Linked DNA regions of Callithrix jacchus: region 2 is linked to region 1. Evidence: chromatin contacts called from public Hi-C data. All regions are on one chromosome and are shown on one strand. The core of a region is the stretch at or near the end of the contact, and the rest is flanking DNA. Distances in the headings are between cores, read along the strand shown.

Region 1 (6,494 bases), core at 1,132-3,631:
CAGGAGGCAGAGGTCGCAGTGAGCTGAGATTGCCCCACTGCACTCCAGCCTGGGCGACAGACTGAGATTCTTGTCTCAAAAACAAAAACACACAGCTCAGATTGCAGGCTGCTCAAGGGCAGGGAACTGTACTTATTTTCTTCCAGCCCATTCACTTACCCAGGTCTAAGCAGCCTCCTCTATCCCCAACCCCAGGGCTCTTGGTCCGCGCAGTCCAGAGGTTGGAGGTGAGGTCGGTGACCCAGCCTTGTCCCCAGACCTCCCACAGCTTCAGGTTTAGGAAAAGGCACGTAAAGTTTGGTATAAACAGGAACACAACTTCATGGAGTTTCTCCTCGCTGATTTAAGTTAAATATTCTAGTCTATTTAGAGAATGAGTCACATGACTCAGGAATTACCAACAGCCTATTTTCACCCAGCAGCTTCCTGGTTTACCCGCTTTAGGAGATCATTAATGGAAATTGCGAATCTGTCTCACATAAATTGCTTTTTTAAAAAGCCACAGTTTTAGGAACTTCTCTTCCCAAGGAAATCGGATCTGAGCTCCAGCCCAACTGGGCCACTTTGTGGGAGGGGGAACAGCCTGGTGACCTTCAGGAGGTAAGGGGGAGACAGAACAGCTAGGCCAGCCCAGACCTCCACTTGTTCTCCCTCCCCCCATTCCTGCCAATTAACACCAGTCACCAGAGGCAAGAACCAACTGGATATGATACGACCCACGAACCAAGCTTCAGAACCCCTCATCTACAGCAATATTTTCTAAAGTTGTCTAATCGTGGGACTGAGCTGGAATTATTATCATTTTTTTTTTTTTAAAGAACAACCCCCCCGCCGACACACACAAACAAGAGACGGAGGTCTCCTCATGTTGCTCAGGCTGGTCTGCAACTCCTGGCCTCAAGCCATCCTCCCACCTGGGCCTCCCAAAGTGCTGGGATTTCAGGCCTGAGTCACCATGCCCAGCCCTGGGCTGGAATTCTTAACCCCACTCCTGCTGCTTTTTGCAGGCCTCACTTTTGACCCACTGGGTCTAGGTTTCCTGGAGACAGCCTCTGGACCCTGTGTTCTAGGCAAACGCCCCCAAGTAATAGCTCCCACTTACCATGAGCTTAATCTGTCAGGCCTCAATTAACTCATGCTATCCTCACAAGAGCCTGAAAGTTAAGAAACTTGCCCAAGAGCACGCAGTTATCAAAGGATGAAGCTCAAAGTGTGCTCTGGGCATCATGACTGCAGAGACCACAAACCAGGAGGCAGTGGCTTTTCAGGCAGAAACAGGAAGATTCTAAACCAAGAACAAGGACTAGAGGAACTGGGTGGGGCTGGGTACTTTCCCAGATGGCGCCAATGGCAGTTCAAAGGTGTTTTCTGTAACCCGGGCCAGTGCCCAGCCTCTGTTCCCCTAGAACCTGGGAGGGCAACACCCAAGGTAACCTGAGCACCCTGTTACCATGGAGCTCTCAGGCTGTCTCTGGGCCACCCTCTCAAGGTGGCCTCCCTACCTGCTCAAGGCTATAGTGGGCTATCCTGTCCAAACAGCCACACCCCAGGGCCAACCCAGTGCTGTGTGTGCCAAGGGAGTTTCTGGGAGAGCCACCTCATACCCCACATGACAGCCAGCCTTTTCCCCCATCACCCAGGGGTCACCTAGGCAAGGAGCAGAGGACACAGGGGCCATCAGCCTCACTATCACCCCCACCCAAGGGACTGCTCTAAGATCCCCAGAATCTCAGCCTGGTGGGTACAGCTAAACATCCTCCCAAAAAGGGAAAGAACCTTGGTTACCAAATTCTATGCCTTCTAGAAATCACTCTAATGACTTCCGGAATGATCGGCTGAGGTCAACATCCGGCTGGGGCAGTAGGAAAGCCTCCTCTGTCAGAGTTAAGGGGCCTGAATGTGGACAGGTCACATTCTTGGGGCTCAAGGTGAAAGGCCAGAGCCCAGGTCCCCAGGACAGTGCAGGTAAGTAGAGCGAGCACCGATGTAGCTCTGAGATGGGGTCTGAATGAACACTGAGGTTGCCCACCTGATGTCCCATGTGGAACCCTGAAGTCAGAGGCCCGAGAGTTGCAGGGCAGTGGGGAACAGTGTTGGTGAGTTAATCTACCTTTACTTCAAAACCCAGAAAACTTCAATTATTGGAAAGTGAAATCTCCCAAAGCAAAGCCACCGCCCATCCTCCTTCCCAACTCTGATTCAGGTTTTCCCTGCCCTCCAGCAGAAGCAAGGCCCTTGAAAACAGGACAGGGTTAAAGACAGCCTCAAGGGATACAAAGATCTGCCGGATTTGAGGTTTGGGCGGCCAGTACCACGTACTCACATCTAGAAGTGCGGCTAGCTGCAACACACGCCTGAGATGGAAAACTCTCACCCAGCCCTGGGGATGAATCACTTCCCGGCAGGCCAAGCCAGGCCTGGCCCAGGGGTGGGGCTTGAGAGTTAAAGGGCCCCTGCAGCTGGTTCTCATTTTGTCCTCTGGGCTGTCTCTGCTGCAGCTGAAGGCACACTGCTCCCTGCCCGCTCATCAGTTTCTGCCTTGGAGCCAGCTGGCAGCACTGGGGTGTGGCTGGAGAATGCGAGACAGGGCAGGTGCTGACTGAGGGCGCCTCTGCCCATCTGGCTTTCATTTTCCAATCTGGGTGAATACAATTCTGCCTCTCCCTTCAAGAGGGACCAAACTGTTGAGGCTCCAGCTACAGCCACTCCTCTTAAGAGATGATAGCTCTGCATCTTTTATTTCAGACTCAGAAAATTCAGTCCCAGTCTCCAAATAGGTGTTCAATAGAAAACATGCACACGCACACACACACACACACACACACACACACTCTCTCTCTCTCTCTCTCTCTCTCTCCTCTCTCTTCCTCTTTCCTGCAACGTGCTGTTTGGGAGCTTGGGGTTTCTCTCTTCTTCCCAAGTTTCTCAGTGTCTGGGCTGGGGAAGGAGGGCCCAGGTCCCAGCAGGTACAGATGCTGCACCCTAGAGGCAGGAGCAGCAGGAGTCAGTATTTCCGTTGCCGAGGGAAGAGACTGCTCCCTGAGGATCGGAGTGGGGGGCTGGTGGGGCTGGGGTCCTCCGAGTCCAGGCTGAAGAGGTCCCTTCCAGTACGAAGGATCTGCTCCTCCAGCTTCTTGTGTCGCTTCATGTCCGAGAGCACCTTGTCCAGGCGGGCCTCCCGTTTCTGGCTCCGGGCTGAGCTTCCTGGAGAAGGGGAAGGTAAGATACATGGAAAGGATGGAGGCGGTGTGCACCAGACCTGCCTGAACCTCACTCATTACTTGGGGAGCTAGTTAAACATTCAGGTCCCCAGGCCTCTGTCTGGGAGGACCTGAGGTTCAGGGTTGGGCCTCAGAAAGAGTGAGTGGTGAAGGTCTTGAATGACAGGATGGCATGAGCAATGTGAAGAGCAGGGAGGACCATATGCGGGAGGGGGACGGCAAGGGTAAAGGCCCAGGACAAGAACAGAGTTCTGTTCAGAGAAGAGTGCAGAGAGCTGGCACTCTCGCTCTTCCCTGGCAAGATGGAATCCCTTGGAAAATTTTAAGTAGAAAAGCGACATGACTTATGGTCAGGTGCAGGGGCTCACGCCTGTAATTTCAGCACTTTGGGAGGCTGACGCAGGCAGATCACTTGAGGTCAGGAGTTTAGGACCAGCCTGGCCAACATGGCAAGAACCCATCTCTACTAAAAATCACAAAAATTAGCTAGGCATGGTGGCATGTGCCTGTAATCCCAGCTACTCAGCAGGCTGATGCAGGAGAATCATTTGAACCCAGGAGGCGCAAGTTGCAGTGGGCAGAGATCATGCCACTACACTCCAATCTGGGTGAGAGACTTCGACTCAAAAAAAAAAAAAAAAAGTGACACGATTTATATTTTAAAAGGATCATCTGAGTTGCAGAAACTGGAAGCAGAGAGCCCAGTTAGGAGCTACTGCAACTATCCAGGCAAAGATGGTGGCTTGGATGGGGGTATAGTGTTGAAAGTGGAGAGTAGCAGAGGTACTTGGAATGTACATCTTGGAGTTAGCAAGACTTGCTGTTGGTGTGAAAGTGCAGGTAAGAGAGAAAAATAAAAAATGTCTCTAGGCTGGGTGCGGTGACTCATGCCTGGAATCTCAGCATTTTGGGAGGCCAAGGCAGTGGATCACTTGAGCCCAAGAGTTTGAGACCAACCAGTCTGGGCAACATAGCAAGACCTTGTCTCTCCAAAAAAGACATGACTCTGAGGGTAAATTCTAGAAAGGCATGTGGGGTGGGAAATGGGGTCACTGGTGTGATTAAAGATGTACATGGTAGTAGAGGGATGCAAGCTACACAATACTGAAAGGCCAGGACCTGGACTTCTGGGAATGGGAAACATAATAGAATTATTTGTAATTTTCCAGAATCAATGACGTGTGTGTGTGTGTGTGTTTTAAGGAATTATCTGTAATTTTTTTTTTTCTTTAAAGAGTCTCACTCCATGGCCCAGGCTAGAGTGTGGCAGCGTGATCTCAGGTCACCGCAACCTCCATCTCCAAGGCTCAAGCAATTCTGCCTCTCCAGTAACTGGGATTACAGGCGCTGGCTACCACAACCAACTAATTTTTTGTATTATAACCGTCTCTTAAAGGAAGACAAGGGGCTGGGCACAGTGGCTCATGCCTGTAATCATAGCACTTTGGGAGGCGGAGGTGGGTGGATCACGAGGTCAGGAGTTAAGAGACCAGCCTGGCCAACATGGTGAAACCCGGTGTGGTGGCTCTCGTCTGTAATCCCAACTACTTGGAGGCTGAGGCAGGAGAAATGCTTGAACCCAGAAGGTGGAGGTTGCAGTGAGCTGAGATTGTGCCATTGCACTCTAGTCTGGGCGACAAGAGAAATATTCTGTCTTAAAACAAAAAAAGGAAGACGAGGTAGTAGTCTAATTCATAAAGATGGTACTACTAGTGAATGCTCTCTCCTATAGCTGAAGTTGTGTGGCAGCTGAGGCAGCAAGCAAAGGCCTCTAGGAGAGCCGATCCGGGGTAACTGAGCGGAGGCCCTTCACCTCCCCAACCTTCCCCTCTCCTTTGTACCTGGGGTGCGTCGTCGGTCAATCAGCGAGTCCTTCGGTGTCACTGGTTCATCATCAAAATCAAATTCCGTGGGCATGTGTGGTCTGGGACAGGTGAACAGAGTGGAGGGTGAGAGCGGTCCTCCCCCCTCAACCCACACGTGTGCTTCTCCCCTGCCCATTCCTCCTCCCTCCGCTTTCCAGGCTCCTGGGTCCCACATTTTCCCCTCCCTACTTCCTCCTGCCATCAGGGGAGCAGCCCCGGGACAAGGTGTAAGGGTGTGCCTTTACTTTTCCTCTTCCTCTTCTTTGGCCTCCGGCTCCTCATCGGATCTCTCTTCTTCGCTCTGAGCCTCGGGCGTGGGCGGCCGGCGGGGCAGGATCTCTGCTTGCAGCTCCAGGGTACCGTGGGCAGCCAGCAGTTCATAGAGCCGCTGGATCTCGGAGGGCTGGGGCATCCAGGGCTGCCCATCCGGGGGCAGCTCCACTTCCTCGTCGCTGCAGGGCACACACCAGTCCTCGGAGTCCCCCTCGGCGCGCTCTTCCCCACTGGCACTGGGGACTTCTCCCTGCGCCTCCTCGCCCCCGGAGCCCTCACGCTCGGTCTCCTTTCGGCCTTCTTCTCCCTCGTCCTCGGCCTTAGCGGCCGAGGCAGAGGGGCCTCCGGTATCCTCCACGGCCAGAGCCTGGAGGCCGGAGGTCACTTCCCCTTCTTCAGACTGAGGTGCAGCCGTGGTGGCCGCAGTGTCTCCATGGCCCCGGGCAAGGGACATAAGGCCCTAGGGCAGGGACCCTGCGACGACAGATGCTGGAGGCCGAAGCCAGGGTCCCCCAGGGATAGGGATCCCCGGGGGGGGGTTCGGGACCGTCTTCAGCCAATCAGGATCCCGCAGGGGACTCCGCGGCCAGACCGCCCGTCCCCGGGAGGGGGCGCTCAGTCCCCGCCAAGGACCCCGCCCCGGGGATGGAGGTCCGGTACTCTTGACACTCCCGGGCCCCGCAGAAACCACTTTCCGAGCCCGAGAAGGGCGGGCCACTCTTCTCGCTTTCACGCCGCCCCTCTCCACACCTGGACGCGGCGCCCTCTCCCCAGACCTCGTAGTTCTAGGCCGCGTCAATTCAGCGACCGTACGCACCTGGAGCTAAGACCCGCCTCCCGGGCTGCGCAGGGTCACAGTACGCAGGCGCACAGAAATGGCGCGGGAGGCTCCGCTCCAGTCAAGGCTACTTGAAGAGGAAAGCGAGGGAAGGCTTGCACATGCGCGGGTAGGCGCGCAGGCTTCAGCCCATAGTAAAGATGGCCACCGGGACGGCGCATGCGCATACGACACAAAAAAAGGTTCTGTGGGAAGAGAGGCAGCACCGCCTCGCCGGCGGGACAAACACAGAAACCAACCGAGACTGGAGGCGAGTCTCATGCAGTCTCCGTTTATTGGTGTTTCAGACTCATGCAA
Region 2 (6,494 bases), core at 2,330-4,829, 110 kb after region 1:
CCTGCCTTGATGTCCAGTGGCGCCCCTGGTCCCATGGGGCTTCAGTTTCCCCAGTTCAGGCATGAGAAGCTGGGGTTCACCTGGGCGTGTCCACGTTTCCCCTGGAGGAAGGACAGATACAGGCAGAGTGGAGGTGGGATTAGAGAAGATGGGCAGTCGAAGGTGGCACCTCTGAGCTGTGTCCTGTGGGACTGGCCCCTTTTGTTTAGGGCATCACCAAAGGCAGCGTCGAGATCAGCCCAGCGCCTCTGCCCAGTGAACCTATGTCTGCTGTGCGCTGAGCCGGGCTATCCGTGCTGGTGTTCAGTACAGGTTGCGTGCATGATGAAGGTCTTGGCCTGTCTGGGGCTTTTGCCTTTTTTTTTTTTTTTTTTTTTTGAGATGGAGTCTCACTCTGTCACCCAGACTGGAGTCCAGGGTGTGATCTCAGCTCACGGCAAACTCTGCCTACTGGGTTCAAGCCATTCTGCCTCAGTCTCCCCAATAGCTGGGATTACAGGCACCTGCCACCATGCTTGGCTAATTTTTTGCATTTTTAGTAAAGACAGAGTTTTGCCACGTTGGCCAGGCTGGCCTCGAACTCCTGACCGCAGGTGATTCTCCCACCTCAACCTCCCAAAGTGCTGGGATTACAGGCATGAGCCATCGTGCCAGCTGCCTGCCTTTCTTTCTTTTTCCTTTCTTCTTTTCTTACTTTTTCTTTCTTTCTCTTCCTTCCTTCCTTCCTTTCCTTCTCTTTTTCTTCCTTCCTTCTTTCCTTCCTTCCTGCCTTCCCGCCTTCCTGTGTTCCTCTCTCTTTCCTTCCTTTCTTTTTTGGAGACAGAGTCTCCCTCTGTCCCCCAGGATGGAGTGCACGATCAGCTCACTGCAACCTCCACCTCCTGGGTTCAAGTGATTCTCATCCCTCAGCTCCTGAGTAGCTGGGATTACAGGTGCTGCCACCACACCTGGCTAATTTTTGTATTTTTGTAGAGACAGGGTTTCACCATGTTGGCCAGGCTGGTCTTGAACTCCTGACCTCAGGTGATCCACCCACCTCAGCCTCCCAAAGCACTAGGATTATAGGCGTGAGCCACCGAGACCAGCCATCTCGGGTAACTTCTGACATTTGCTGACCCCTCACTATGTGCTCATTATCACCTCAAAATCCCATGCAGTTGATCCTTTATTAGACCCATTTTGCAGATTAGGAAACTGAGGTGAGCAGAGGTGAAGGCCCTGCCAGGTCACAGGAGCAGCAGGTGGCAGAGTTGGAGTTGGGCTCAAGCCAGTGCCAGGTGTGCCCTCTTGGTCACTGACACTAAAAATGTGTGACCCAGAGGGTCCCAAAGAGCCACATTAACCCGTGGCTGGTGTCATCCTCTTCCGGTTTAGGACCAGCGGGTTTTAGGCACTGGAGCCACCTCTTCGGCAAACAGCTTGAGGGAGAAATCGAGGGCGGGGGCTGCCTGGGTCAGCATCCCCATGGAGATGACGTCTATATGTGGCCCGCAGAACTGGGGGAGGTTGTCCAGGGTGATGCCCCCACTGGCTTCCACGGCCACACTCGGGAACTGGGTCTTCAGCGCAGCAGCCGTGGGGTGCAGCTCCTGCGGGACACAAGCCGAGGGGAGGTGAGAGCCCACCACAGACCCCCTCCCCAGAGGCAGAGCCCACCTTACCTCCGGCTTGAAGTTGTCCAGCAGGACGAGGTCAGCCCCCGCCTCGGCTGCCTGCACGGCCTCCTGCAGGCTGCTGCATTCCACCTCCACCTTCAGGGCGAAGTCCGCCGCCTGCCGGGCTACCTGCACTGCCTGCCAGACAGCCAGGAGGAAAAGGGTGAGGACTGGGCCCAGAACCTGGTACTGGGGCTCAGGGAGCCAGGAGGGCAAGGGTGAGGTTGGGGCCCAGGGCTGGCACGGGGCATGGGGAGCCGGGATTGGTGTTTGAAAGGCCCTGGATGGACCATGAGCTTAGGGTTAATAAGGACACCAGACATTGGGGTTTTTTTGTTTTGTTTCGTTTTGTTTTTGAGACAGGGTCTCGCTCTGTCACCCAGGCTGGAGTGCAGTGGTGCAATCATAGCTGACTGCAGCCTCCGCCTCCTGGGATCACGTGATCCTCCCACCTTAGCCTCCCAGGTAGCTGGGACTACAGGTGCTTGCCCATAAGCATGGCTAATTTTTTCATTTTTTTAGAGACTGGATCTTGCTATGTGGCTCGGACTGGTCTCAAACTCCTGGCCTCAAATAATCCCCTTACCTGGGCCTCCCAAATTGCTGGATTACAGGCATGAGCCACTGTGCCCAGCTGGGATGTTCTGTTTTATTGTAGTTTAAAATGACCCCTTTTGTGGGTCAAAAAGTGGCTAAATATCAGCAATGCATTTGGACTTGAGTTCACTTTGACTCAGAATATTGAAGTTAGAAGAAGTCTTCATGGAAATTTCACAGATGGGAAATTAGGTGCAGAGGGTTAGAGGGACAGTGCCAGTGACACTGGCTTCCCCCGGGTTGTCCTTTGCTCTTGAACGTCACACCATACAGCAGCAGAACAAAGATAAAGAAGCAACCCCAGAGCCAGGCTCGGTGGCTCATGCCTGTAATCCCAGCACTTTGGGAGGCCAAGGTGGGAGGATTGCTTGAGTCCAGGAGTTTGAGACCAGCCTGAGCAACACAGTGAGACCCCATCTCTAAAATAAATAAATAAATAAACAAATGGCTGAGCAAACTGGCTCACACCTGTAATCCTAGCACTTTGAGAGGCTGAGGCAGGCGAATCACCTGAGATCAGAAGTTCGAGACCAGTCTGGCCAACATGGTGAAACTCCATCTCTACTAAAATATACAAAAATTAGCCGGGCATGATGGCAGGTGCCTGTAATCCCAGCTACTTGGGAGACTGAGGCAGGAGAATTGCTTGAATCCAGGAGTCAGAGGTTGCAGTGAGCCGAGATCGTGTACTTCACTCCAGCCTGCACAAAACAGTGAGACTCTGTCTCAAAAAAAAAAAAAGAAAGAAAAGAAAAACCGGCCAGTGGGGTGGAGACTGCCTGCAGATCCAGCTACTCGAGAGACTGAGGCGATGTCTCCAGAAAAACAAAGCAAGCCCAGCATTCCCTTAACGGGATGAGCTCTACTGAGCCCAGCTTAGATGGAGGAGCTGAGGTGGGAAGAGCCTTGCATTGCTGACTCTAGGCCATGGCTGTTCACCAGGTCCTGGGTGGGGGCTCTGGGGAGGGGAGGGGTGTGTTGAGGGCGAGGTTGGACCACAGATAGGCAGGACCGGCACCTTTTCCATGCCACCAGCGGCCACCACATGGTTGTCCTTCACCATCACCAGCCCTCCCAGGTCGTAGCGGTGTGAGGCGGCCCCGCCCACCAGCAGCCCGTACTTCTCCACCAGCCGGAAGCCTGGTGTGGTCTTCCTCGTGCCGGCTACGTGCCCGGTCCAGCCAGCCCCCCTAGCGGTCTCTACCGCAGCAGCTGCAGCACTGGCAATGCCACTGCAGCGGGCCAGCATGTTGAGGGCCACCCGTTCCCCCAGCAGCAGGCAGTGGGCAGGGCCCTGGACCTCGGCCACCCTGGCCACTGGTACCAGCTTCGATCCCTCGGGGAGGAACCAGGAGACTTGGCAGTTGAGTCGCGTAAAGATGGCATCAAAGAAAGGCCGCCCTGCCAGTACCCCAGGGGATTTGGCCCACAGCGCCGCCTGCGAGGGGCCTGCTCCGCTGACCAAGGCTGCATAGTTGAGCCCTGGGCAGTCCTCTCGGAGCCAGCTGTCCACCAGGGCTGCCAGGGTGACAGGCGGCAGCAGCAGCGCCAGGCCTGGAGGGGAAAGAGAACAGCTGTTGAGTTTGGCTGCCTCTCCTGCTGTCAGGGGTCATTGTCAAAATATTTAACAACCAGTGAAACTGGGCACTGGCCCATCAGCGTCAAGATCTAGGAGCCCCAGGGGAGAGGCTGCATGAGGAAGGCGGGTGTGGGGTGTGGGCGGAAAGGGGGCAAGGGTGGGAGAGTGCTGTGTGCTGGACGAGGTCACTGAGCACCTAGTATAATTTAAACCTCTGGCTTAAATCCTAGCACTCACGGTGACTCATGCCTGTAATCCCAGCACTTTGGGAGGCAGACAGATCACTTGAGGTCAGGAGTTCGAGACCAGCCTGGACAACATGCTCTCTACTAAAAATATAAAAATTAGCCAGGCGTGGTGGTGGGCACCTGTAATCCCAGCTACCCAGGAGGCTGAGGCAAGAGAGTTGCTTGAACCTGGGAGGCAGAGGTTGCAGTGAGCTGAGGTCACACCACTGCATTCCAGCCTGGGTGACAAAGCAAGACTTCATCTAAAAATAAATAAATAAATAATAAATTAATAAAATGAGAATGATGGGGCTGGGCGTAGTGGCTCATGCCTGTAATCCCAGCACTTTGGGAGACTGAGGCGGGTGGATCACCTGAGGTCAGGAGTTCAAGACCAGCCTGGCCAACATGGTGGAACCCCGAAAAAGTATTAGTGGGGTGTGGTGGTGCGTGCCTGTAACCCCAGCCACTAGGGAGGTTGAGGCAGGAGAATTGCTTGAACCCAGGAGGTGGAGGTTGAAGTGAGACAAGATCTCGCCACTGCACTCAAGCCTGGGCGACAGAGCAAAACTTCCTCTCAAAGAAAAAGAGGATGATGGGGAGGTGGGGAAGGTTAATGGTTACCAAAAAAAAAAAATAGAAAGAATGAATAAGACCTACTATTTGCTAGCACAGCAGGGTGACTATAGTCAATAAAAACCGTACATTTCAAAATAAATAAAACAATGCAATTGGTTTGTAACACAAAGGATAAATGTTTGGGGGGATGGACACCCCATTCTCCATGATGTAATTTTTCTTTTTTCTTCCTTTTTTTTTTTTTTTTTTTTTTTTTTTTTTTGAGGCGGAGTCTCACTCTTGTTGCCCAGGCTGGAGTGCAGTGCCACATCTCGGCTTACCTCAACCTCCGCCTTCCGGATTCAAGCGATTCTCCTGCCTCAGCCTTCCTAGTGGCTGGGGTTACAGGCAACCGCCACCATGCCCGGCTAATTTTATATTTTTAGTAGAGACAGGGTTTCACCGTCTTGACCAGGCTGGTCCCGAACTCTCGATCTCAAGTAATCTGCCCGCCTCAGCCTCCCAAAGTGTTGGGATAATAGGCGTGAGCTACAAACATTTTTTTAAAAAATAAGGTTGGTGGAATTGGTGAAGTTCCCTCGCGCTCTGAGCCGAGCCCGTGATGGGCCCGGCCCGGCTGCGGGCAGAGGTAAACCCAGACGTGGTGCAACAGCGCCATCTGTCGGCAGGGAGAATACCTGCAGTCTCATGGGCACCCGCCATCCGTGGTCTTTGCTTCCCCTTGATGGGGACACAAAGCCCGCCAGGGTGTTTGATTTAGCGCACACACATGTGCACGCACACGCACACAGCACACTTCTGCTCCAAGTGGAAGTGAAGGCGAGACATCCTGGCTTGCTCAGCTCTCAGAAACAGGCCCACTGTTATCTCCTTCCCCAAGCCCAGCTGCTCAGTCTCCACCCACTCATCACCGCACCTCCCCTCCGAGCCACAGGCCTCGGCACCGGGCTGTCCTTCCCCGCATTCTCTCCCACTTCTGCCCCAGATGGTTCCTGTCCCTCCACTAAGAGCCAGCTGTACCGAGGCTGGGCGCTGTCTCCGTTGGTCACATCCAGCTACGGAAAAGGCCTGGGAGCAAATGGCCCGCCCCCACTGAATTCAAACTAGGTGCAGTGCAGTGGCGCGATCACTGCAGCCTCAACTGCCCAGGCTTAATCAATCTTCTCGCCTCAGCTTCCCAAGACCCTGGGACTACAGGTGCACACCACCATGCCCGGCTTTTTGTACATTTTTTTGTTGTAGAGTCGGGGGGGGGGGCGGTCTCACTATATTCCCCAGGCTGGTCTCGAACTCCCAGGCTCAAGCAATTCTTGTACCTTCGCCTCCCAAAGTCATGGGATTACAGGAGTGAGCCACTATGCCCAGTATGATTTTTTTTTTTTTTTTTTTTTTTGAGACACAGTTTCACTCTTTTGCCCAGTCTGGAGTGCAGTGGTGCACTGGGCTCACTGCAACCTCCATCCCCCGAGGTTCAAGTGATTCTCCTGCCTCAGCCTCCCTAGTAGATGGGATTACAGGCACTTGCCACCATGCCCAGCTAATTTTTGTATTTTTAGTAGAGACAGGGTTTCACCATGTTGGCCAAACTGGTCTCGAACTCCTGACTTCAGGCAATCTGCCCACCTTGGCCTCCCAAGGTGCTGGGATTACAGGTGCCAGCCGCCACACCCAGCCACTTTTCTAAAGAAACTATACATACAGCCAAGAATCACGTGAAAAAAAGCTCAACATCACTGATAATAGAGAAATGCAAATCAAAACCACGGTGAGATACCATGTCACGCCAATCAGGATGACTATTATTATTTTTTGGAGATGGAGACTTGCTCTGTCACCCAGGCTGGAGTCCAGTGGTAC

The links. Hi-C and Micro-C count contacts between places; a contact is called where the count stands out from the background.
Region 2: a Hi-C map of skeletal muscle shows a contact between it and region 1, with 3 times the contacts expected there. The contact joins the enhancer-like site here to the promoter of MVP in region 1. A contact is called at or near these places in 2 of 3 Hi-C or Micro-C datasets (both in skeletal muscle).

The regions. Positions count from the first base shown.
Region 1 is chr12:29,688,664-29,695,157 of calJac240_pri, forward strand. MVP (major vault protein) reads right to left here and starts at 2,382. Exons shown (of 15, transcript XM_009009417.5): 1 at 2,324-2,382. PAGR1 (PAXIP1 associated glutamate rich protein 1) reads right to left here and starts at 6,198. Exons shown (of 3, transcript XM_002756050.6): 1 at 5,332-6,198; 2 at 5,063-5,145; 3 at 2,712-3,204. The coding sequence starts at 5,813. The coding sequence ends at 3,005. PRRT2 (proline rich transmembrane protein 2) reads right to left here. Exons shown (of 4, transcript XM_054242759.2): 4 at 6,448-6,494.
Region 2 is chr12:29,794,227-29,800,720 of calJac240_pri, forward strand. It overlaps QPRT (quinolinate phosphoribosyltransferase), which reads right to left. Exons shown (of 5, transcript XM_054242761.2): 3 at 3,577-3,806; 4 at 1,662-1,793; 5 at 1,148-1,589. The coding sequence ends at 1,371. Among named protein-coding and RNA genes, the nearest start is that of QPRT, 18 kb to the right of the region's middle. Within about 2 kb of position 3,580, at least 9 of the 16 cell types and tissues checked have an H3K27ac peak or open chromatin away from gene starts, as enhancers often do. A contact at or near this core is called in skeletal muscle, where this site is marked.